Regions from separate parts of the Danio rerio genome. Here regions 1 and 3 are each linked to region 2. A link is a contact called in public Hi-C and HiChIP or PLAC-seq data. All regions are on one chromosome and are shown on one strand. Each heading gives the region's core, a stretch centred on a gene start, on an enhancer-like site or on the middle of the called end of the contact. The rest is flanking DNA. Distances are from core to core; before and after follow the strand shown.

Evidence for each region. A called contact is a pair of places that touch in the nucleus more often than the background predicts. HiChIP or PLAC-seq counts read pairs in DNA pulled down with a chosen protein or histone mark.
Region 1: an H3K4me3 HiChIP or PLAC-seq map of gastrula embryo shows a contact between it and region 2, with 5 times the contacts expected there. The contact joins the promoter of zgc:172121 here to the promoter of zbtb11 in region 2. A contact is called at or near these places in 11 of 18 Hi-C or Micro-C datasets (caudal fin, embryo, fibroblasts and 4 more) and 3 of 4 datasets of contacts at active chromatin or transcription factors (caudal fin, embryo and gastrula embryo).
Region 3: a contact with region 2 is called in a Hi-C map of hematopoietic stem cells, with 2.5 times the contacts expected there. The contact joins the promoter of tmem131 here to the promoter of zbtb11 in region 2. A contact is called at or near these places in 2 of 18 Hi-C or Micro-C datasets (caudal fin and hematopoietic stem cells).

What each region holds. Positions count from the first base shown.
Region 1 is chr6:31,790,899-31,793,598 of GRCz12tu, reverse strand. zgc:172121 reads right to left here and starts at 1,329. Exons shown (of 9, transcript NM_001114914.1): 1 at 1,125-1,329; 2 at 811-890; 3 at 672-739; 4 at 1-4. The coding sequence starts at 1,128. nme7 (NME/NM23 family member 7) reads left to right here and starts at 1,156. Exons shown (of 12, transcript NM_130929.2): 1 at 1,156-1,448. The coding sequence starts at 1,446.
Region 2 is chr6:31,662,632-31,665,331 of GRCz12tu, reverse strand. zbtb11 (zinc finger and BTB domain containing 11) reads left to right here and starts at 1,390. Exons shown (of 10, transcript NM_212650.2): 1 at 1,390-1,884. The coding sequence starts at 1,575.
Region 3 is chr6:31,883,335-31,886,034 of GRCz12tu, reverse strand. It overlaps tmem131 (transmembrane protein 131), which reads left to right and starts at 1,380. Exons shown (of 41, transcript XM_005165961.6): 1 at 1,380-1,521. The coding sequence starts at 1,401.

The sequences.
Region 1 (2,700 bases), core at 80-2,579, 130 kb before region 2:
ATATCTATTTAGAAAAAAGTCAAATTATACATCATTATCTTTGCCACTAATCCATGACAAACGGTATAATATTTGGAGTTCAAATTAATGAAAGCAAATGTTCAACTGTCAAAGTCTGGGATTTGTTAAGATGTTGAATAATGCATTTTAAGCACACTTAGGCTGGGTAGAAACTATGTAGTACACAACGTAATATTGTGAAATATTATTAGAATCTTTTTACTTTTATTATTAGAAATTTTATTCTATTTTTACATTTAAAGATGTAATTTATTCCTATGATGACATCTGATTCTAATATACTGATTTGATGCTAAATAATCAACAGAAACTAGTCAACAGAAAGTTAAGAAGAACACAATTAACTTGAAACATAAATACTTTTAAAGGTTATTGCATTTAATATTTAAAAGTATTGGTACTTTTATTCAGTTACATTAAATGTGTAGTTTCCTAAATTTAGTCCTAAAAATAAGTGCACTGCACGTCTGTATTTTTATCAGCACCTTGATAATTATCTGCCACAAGGACAGTTCTGAAAGCAAAAGGTATATACTCATAAAAACACTATTTTAAGAGTTACATGTAGTATAAGTAATGTTAATTTTAATGGTTTACATCAGATATAAACAACGTTCATTGCTTAACAGCACAAAGAAGCTTGTAATTACCTGTAATGGACATCCTTAATAGCCTGTGGATCTGTATGCAGAACTCGTGCACTCCACAGTGGATCTCCCTGCAGTACACAGTACGAGTTTACCATTAAATTACTGACAATAGGTCTGTGTGTCATAATAACTAATTTACCTGTAACTGAAATCCACTTGCTTCGAGTTCTGTTGCTAGACCGCCATCTAAAATGAATGGACTGGAATCCATTTCAGCTGCTGAAATGAGTGGACATACCTTCAGCTTTAAACATTAAACCATTTTATGGAGAGAGTAAAAGACCCTTGTCTTGTATTATATAATGCTTGTGACATTTTAAGCTAAATCTAATGTTAGAAGGATATTAAACCGTCTAACATTTAAATATTTTCCACATAGCTCGAGATATTATTGCATAGCTCAGCAATGAACACTGAAGCATAACTAGTGTTAAAAACCCAACCATAACAAACCCATGTGCGCGCGCGTCAGTTGGCGGTAAAGGTCAGAAACGAACGCTTCCGGGTTACAGTGAGAATCGAACTAAGCAAAATATTCAACCCCCAGTCGTCTGTTTACTGAGTAGACTTCACAAATAGAAGTTGTCTTAATGTTAAAAAGGCTACGCGTTAACTGGGAGTCCGTTTCATTGCTTTATTTGTCATTAGCACGTTTGATGTTGTTGCTATGGTGATGGTGGCACATAACAGCGAGGATAAAGGAAGACGACCCACCTTCTCTTAAACAACAAACAACAGTCATTATCATTATCCATTTAATAACAAAATTCACACATGGTAAGTGGAAAATATTTTTACTGAGTTTTTAGATATGTTTGATGAAGAACTAAACTCATAGGATCATGAATGGTTATTTTAGTTTTAGCGGAAGTCATTTGCTTTTTAGCAATTCTTATTTTTTATTGTTCAGTGTCTCTAACGTACTGAGATGAACAAAGTCACAAAACCCACTATATCAAATATGTGTTGTGTGCACTAAATATAACAAATGCAACGTGCTAAACATCTCATGTGAACTGTAAGTTAATCTAACTTAGTTAATCGAGGTTACAAAAAATAAACTGGAAACTAGTTGGCTGTTTAAAGTTTTGTTAAATGAAGAATGTTTATCATGATACACTAAACAAAACGGTGTTTATAAACTTGGAATATTTGTATTGTTTTGACATATCAAACGCTGTTATTTGGTCCACCACTTGATGTCACTGTTTTCCTCCAGAAGAAATAGTTATTGGAGAAGTTGCTTTCAAAAGAAATCTCTGGCTCCTGACTGAATATGGTTTGGTGGACATTTGTAAGTTGCTTAATTTGTTATGTATCTGAAAAGTAGTTGTGTGGCCTCAGGCTCTACAACATCACAATGAAATGAAAGACGCCATATTCAGTCAGAAACTTTAATGTCAGTGTGTGGAAAAAAACATGCTTTTTTAGTGTCATTTCCACAACAGACTAAACCCTGTTATTCTGTGGGTAACGGGATATCTTCGCCATCGTCTTCTTTCTCTGTTGTGCACCTACACTGTTTATTTTCCAATTCACATTCGGTCTCCTTAATAGTGTACATTGATCCATCTCCACGCAGACAGCATGAAATGTTTGCAGTGATAGCATAGGGCCACAGCAGGTGTCTGAGAAAGTCCAAGAAGGGCTCTTGAGAGGAAAGCCCTACTTTTCACTGTGTTAGAGGCGGTGGATAAGCCTAGCTATTTCCAGTTAATTCTGCCCAGGTTCATTTACAGGAGTCAGTGATTTAGCTCTTATAGAATGTTCATTTAGATCCACCTTAAAGTGTGTTCAAATCATTTTGGTTTTATGATACAAAACCGTTAGGATGCAGTTTGTAATGGGAACATTTAAAGAAAAGACCTTTAGTCATTCTGAATAGACATGCATATGTACATTAAATTTGGCACAGGCAAATGTGGACATTTAATAGCAGTCCATGTTATGTACCTTACAAAATAATCTTTCAGACTAGAGAAATGAAACAACGTGACCATGGAAAGTAGGATAATTTTTCAGGATAAAA
Region 2 (2,700 bases), core at 141-2,640:
GCTGGTTTTAGCTGGTTGACCAGGCTGGTTTTAGAGGGGTTTTGGCAATTTCCAGGCTGGTTTTCAGCCATTTCCAGCCTGGTCTTAGCTGGTCAGGCTGGAAAATGACCAGCCAAATCCAGCTAAAACCAGCTTGACCAGCCTGGTTTAAGCTGGATATAGCTGGTTCTGGCTGGACTCCCTGCTTGGCTAGGCTGGTCAAGCAGGTTTTAGCTGGTCATGTCCCAGCCTGACCAGCTAAGACCAGGCTGGAAATGGCTGGAAACCAGCCTTGAAGTGGCCAAAACCCCTCTAAAACCAGCCTGGTCGACCAGCTAAAACCAGCCAACCAGCCTAGGCTGGTTTAAGCTGGATTTTTCAGCAGGGAAGATTAATAATAACCCAAGATAAATTTCCAATACAAGCTAGTAGAAATTATGTGTCTTTTCTTTTTTCCAAGAGCTCTATTATTGAATTAAGAACAATGTTTCTTTCCTTCCCCATACCCCCCAAAGCTAAAAAAATGACACTTTAAAATATTCAATTATATTTATATACACATTTTCATAATTTCTTAAGACACAGATTTTATTTTGATTACAACATTTGTACATTCTGTGAAGTTGATATTGAAACAACTGCACATTTATTTTTTGACTGGTAATTTAGCAAAACCTCCTATTCATTTGAGTGGTAAAGGTTTCTCTAAAGTTGTCCTTGCAATTTTCTATAAATTATATTTTATTTGGTTTAAAAGGGGAAGATGTTAATATTTCGTGTGTATTGAAAAATGTTTTAATTTTGGAAAAATTGTTTTATTGATAAATGCAAGAGCCCTAAAACAAAACTTTTTCCAAATGGAATTTTGATAATACTGTAAATCTTTAAAGTTAAAGTTAAAATCTAAAATGTTTTATTTGTATTATTATCCTTTTGATTTGATTATTATTTTTGCTCTGCTCTGTAAATGTAGATGAAAGTTGTTAATCGAATTTTGCCTTGTTGTATTTGTGTTATAATCATCTCCCCCACAAATCCAAAAACATGTGGCATAGGTGTATTGGATGAACTAATTGACCATATGTACGTGTGTGAATAAGGGTGTATGGATGTTTCCCAGTGATAGGTTGCAGTTGGAAGGGCATCTGCTGCGTAAAACATATGCTGGATAGTCTGGCGGTTCATTCCGCTGTGGCGTCCCCAGATTAATGAAGGGACAAAGCCGAAAAGAAAATGAATGAATGCTCAGGTTATAATGCAACAAAAAAAGAATGTTCTTGTTGGTAAACAGCGCGCTCTGCCGTTTCCGTGACGCTCTACTAGTGCGAAGTGTGTGGCTGCTTTCGCCATTTCAAACGCAACATCCGGTTGTGCAGCAGCCATTTTGTCTGTTCATGCAAGTCTACCCCACACGGTCAAGAACTGACGTTCCCCCTTGGAAAACATTTCAGAAATATCAACCTCGATACATTTCTGGATCATCCATGGAAGTGCAAAAGGGCTGAAAAAATACGTCATTGAATTCTGCGCTCGAGAATACCTCTCATTGGCCGATGTGTCTTGTTTTTGTTGCGTGAGCGTCATTAATCGGGGTAATGTCGAGCGAGGAGAGTTATTTAGCCATCCAGCGCTACTTGACCGATGAACGCGAGCCGTACGCGCCGGGCACGCACGGCAACACCAAGAGGAAGATCCGAAAGGCAGCAGCCTGTTACATAGTGCGCAATGGAATCCTTTACTATCAGCGTCGGCAGAAAGGCTTGGATGAGTTCACGGAGCTGGAAGTGGTGCTGACGGCCGACAGGCGGAAGGAACTGATCACGGAGGCGCACATCACGTCCGGAGGGGAACACCTCAACCAGCAGCAGACGTGGGAAATCATCTCCCAGAAATACTGGTGGAGAGGTACGATAATCACTGCTTTAATGAGCAAGAAGCTTCCAGACTGATGCCACACTGCTCTGTGATGCTGTCTGACAGCTGGTGTCATGTTGATGTTTCTGGCACAGTCTGTCATGCTAGGTTTATAATATAAGTTGGTCAGGTAGGATGAATCAGGCAGTTTGAAAAGACGATTTGCTATTATCATAGTTATTAATACGCCAGTGAGATAGATTAACAGACATAACTTACAGGGGTAAGAGATGAAAATGTTTTTTAAGCATCCAAAAATGTCAATACAGACTTGATTTCTTCCCAGAAAGTGTTTGGTTTATTTGTGTTTTTACTGTAGAGTAGAAGTTTTTCCTGTTAAGTAGTAGAAACACGTAAAACACAAATAGTAACATTAGTTTATACATCATAATACGCTTGACTGGAATATATAGAACAATAATAATTTGATTAAATAATAAAGTACTATTTGAGGATTGCAGCGAAAAAACAAAAACAAAATGGTAATTTATTGTCTTTGTAAATGCACGATTTGCCACTTGTTACAAACTATTAAAATATATAAAAATAAAGTTTCTAAGGGCCAACATTTTTATTTTAAATATGTTAGAAATGTTATTGGTATTTTACAGAATAAAACTAGTGTTCAGTACAACATTTTTTGACAATTACAGCATTTGTATGCAAAAAATAACTAAATGTGTCATGTTTTTTTCCCCACAGACATGTTTACATACATTTTTAGACAACACAATATTTTAACTTTTAAGAATTTATTTTTTTCTTCTAATTTTAAATGACAACAAAAGAAAGCGGTTGTCATCTGAC
Region 3 (2,700 bases), core at 131-2,630, 220 kb before region 2:
ATGTACCTGATTAAATCAGTTGCTGCTAAGAATATTTTCAGTTTCATGAAAATGAATATGCTGAATATGCATGCATGCCAATTTTAATTTTTTTCAATGTTGACATTCAGTTGACATTTTTGATTTTTGAATGCAATTCTACATAATATTTATATTCACTTGACATGTAATTGGTATTCTAGGAAAAGATTATGAATATGTGCAGCTGGTTTGTGTGAGCTTTTTTACATGGGTTATGTTTTTCCTGTTCATAGGAGCTGATTTGCATTACGATCTTCAGGCTGTGTATACAGGCATGCTAAACAAATTATTCAAAAAACAATTCATGACCATTTATTCTGTCATTTTACGTTGTGTATAAAAAACTATGAAAAAAAGGAGAAATGCTTATAAAACAAAGAACAATTAATTATTATTTTGTAAATTGCAGTTTTTTAATAGAAACAACAACAACAACAACAACAACAATAATAATAGTGAAATATTAGGAAGTGTTTTTAGGCTTTTACACACAATACAATTCAACACTTATTATTTATTTGGTTAAATGCATGAATTATTATCATTGTTTGTAAATCTATGATTCATTAATGTATTTTATTATAAACTACAAATTATTATTATTATTATTATTAATTAAAATAGATACAAATGGAATTACATTTATTATTATCATTATCATTATTATTAATACAACAATAAAAATAATAATAATAATAATAATACAACAACTACTACTACTACTACTACTACTAATAATGAGAATAATAATAGAAATATCTTTGGTGTTTTTATGCTTTTACATATATTTTTATTTGGCTAAAAGCATGAAGTAAACATTGTTATTTTTACCTTTTTATTATTCAGAGTTTGCAACTTGAGGTTTCATATTTTTATTCCATTATAAATGTTTTATTATTATTATTGTTAATAAAATAATACAGCTACTATAAATAATTTAAATAATAAATGGAATTACAATAATAATAATATAATAATATAATAATAATAATAATAATAATAATAATAATAATATAATAATAATAATAATAATAATAATAATAGTAATAATAATTAATTATTTGTTGTTGTTGTTATCATTTCATGGGAATAACTAGTTACAGCCCCCCCCCCCCCCCCATCCCACAATCCCCCCCCCAAAAAAACTAATTTTAATAGCCTTTATGTAAGTGTAGATAATTTTAACCATTTTGTGTGTTCAGTTCAACCCTGTTAAATTTTTTAGGGTTGAATAATAACGGTGTTGATTGCAGAAAAATTGAGTCCGTCATACTGTAGTTTCTATCAGATCCTCCGGGTGTCGCGCGTGAGTGAACTCGTGAGCTCTGTTTATATGAGCGCGCACAGGACGCGCGCACGGCTAAAGAAACAGCAGCAGGATGGCGAGCAAGGACACAACACAGAGTTCCCTACATCCGACACGAACAAAATCAGCATGTGTTGGACTTCTGCGCCTTTTATTTATTGCATTTATTCACGTGGCACAGGCGAACAAACAAGGTAACCACCTGAAGCGTGTTGTATGTTTTCCACTGTGTTTCGTGAGTCTGTATGCTTGTACACACACCGCGGCTTCACTGCAAGCTAATGACTGTTAGCTTCGAGCCTTTGGCGTGTTAAAGAATTAAATAAATATTTAATCAAGCGTTATCCATCAGATTAAAATCACAGATCTGGCTTGGTTGGATGACTGTTCTAACCGTTTTTATTTTGTTGACTTAAAGCTGCTGGACAGTGTACAGAGACGTTAGTTTAGCTTGAGTATTAAAGCTAACAGGCTTAGTCATATTACGTTAGCGAGCACGCTGAACATGTCTGAAGTTATTCTCTCTTTGAAAACTAAACACAACAATGAATAATGTTTACAGAATGCTAACCTATCCATGACTGGTTTTCAGCTTTATAATACCTCTTAAACGAATGGTTCACTCGCTGCGCTGGTCACTAGTTCTTGTAATTAACGTTTGGTTGTTTTGGCTAATAAGTGCGGCAGGGGTTTCAACAACGAGTTTATTTTACACTAGATATAACGTTCGTGAGGTTTTAAACCTCGAAACGTCTAATAACGCGATGTTATGTGGACGTGTTAGTGGTAAAAGTAAAGTTTTAATGTGAGAGTTTAGTTCTGAGGCCCAGTCTGTCAGTCAGTGACATGTCAACTAACTCACAGAGGAAGGAGGAGGAGACTGCATACTGCAAGTTCATGCAAGTTTTTTTTTTTTTTTTACTATATTTTATCTTGTTGCTTAGGCACAGTTAAATACTTGTGTGTTACTGCTTGTGAGTTTTGCAGAGATTTGTCACTAAGCAATATATTATATTGATACAGAGCTGTCTTATAGCGTTTAAAGTGATGGTTCACCCCACCAATAACACAATTAAATCACCATTTACCCACCCTTGCTTGTTTTAAACCAGCGATGTCCAAACTCGGTCCTGGAGAGTTTAGCTCCAACTCTAATCAAACACACCTGAACCAGCTAATCAAGAACTTACTATATACTAGAAACTTCCTGGCAGGTGTGTTGAAGCAAGTTGGAGCTAAACTCTCTAGGACAGAGTTTGGACCCCCCTGTTTTAAACATTTATAAGATTCTTCTGTTAAACACAAACAACACTTTTGGAAAATGCCTGAACCCTGAAACAATTGACTTTCCCAGTATTTGTTTTTTTCTGCCG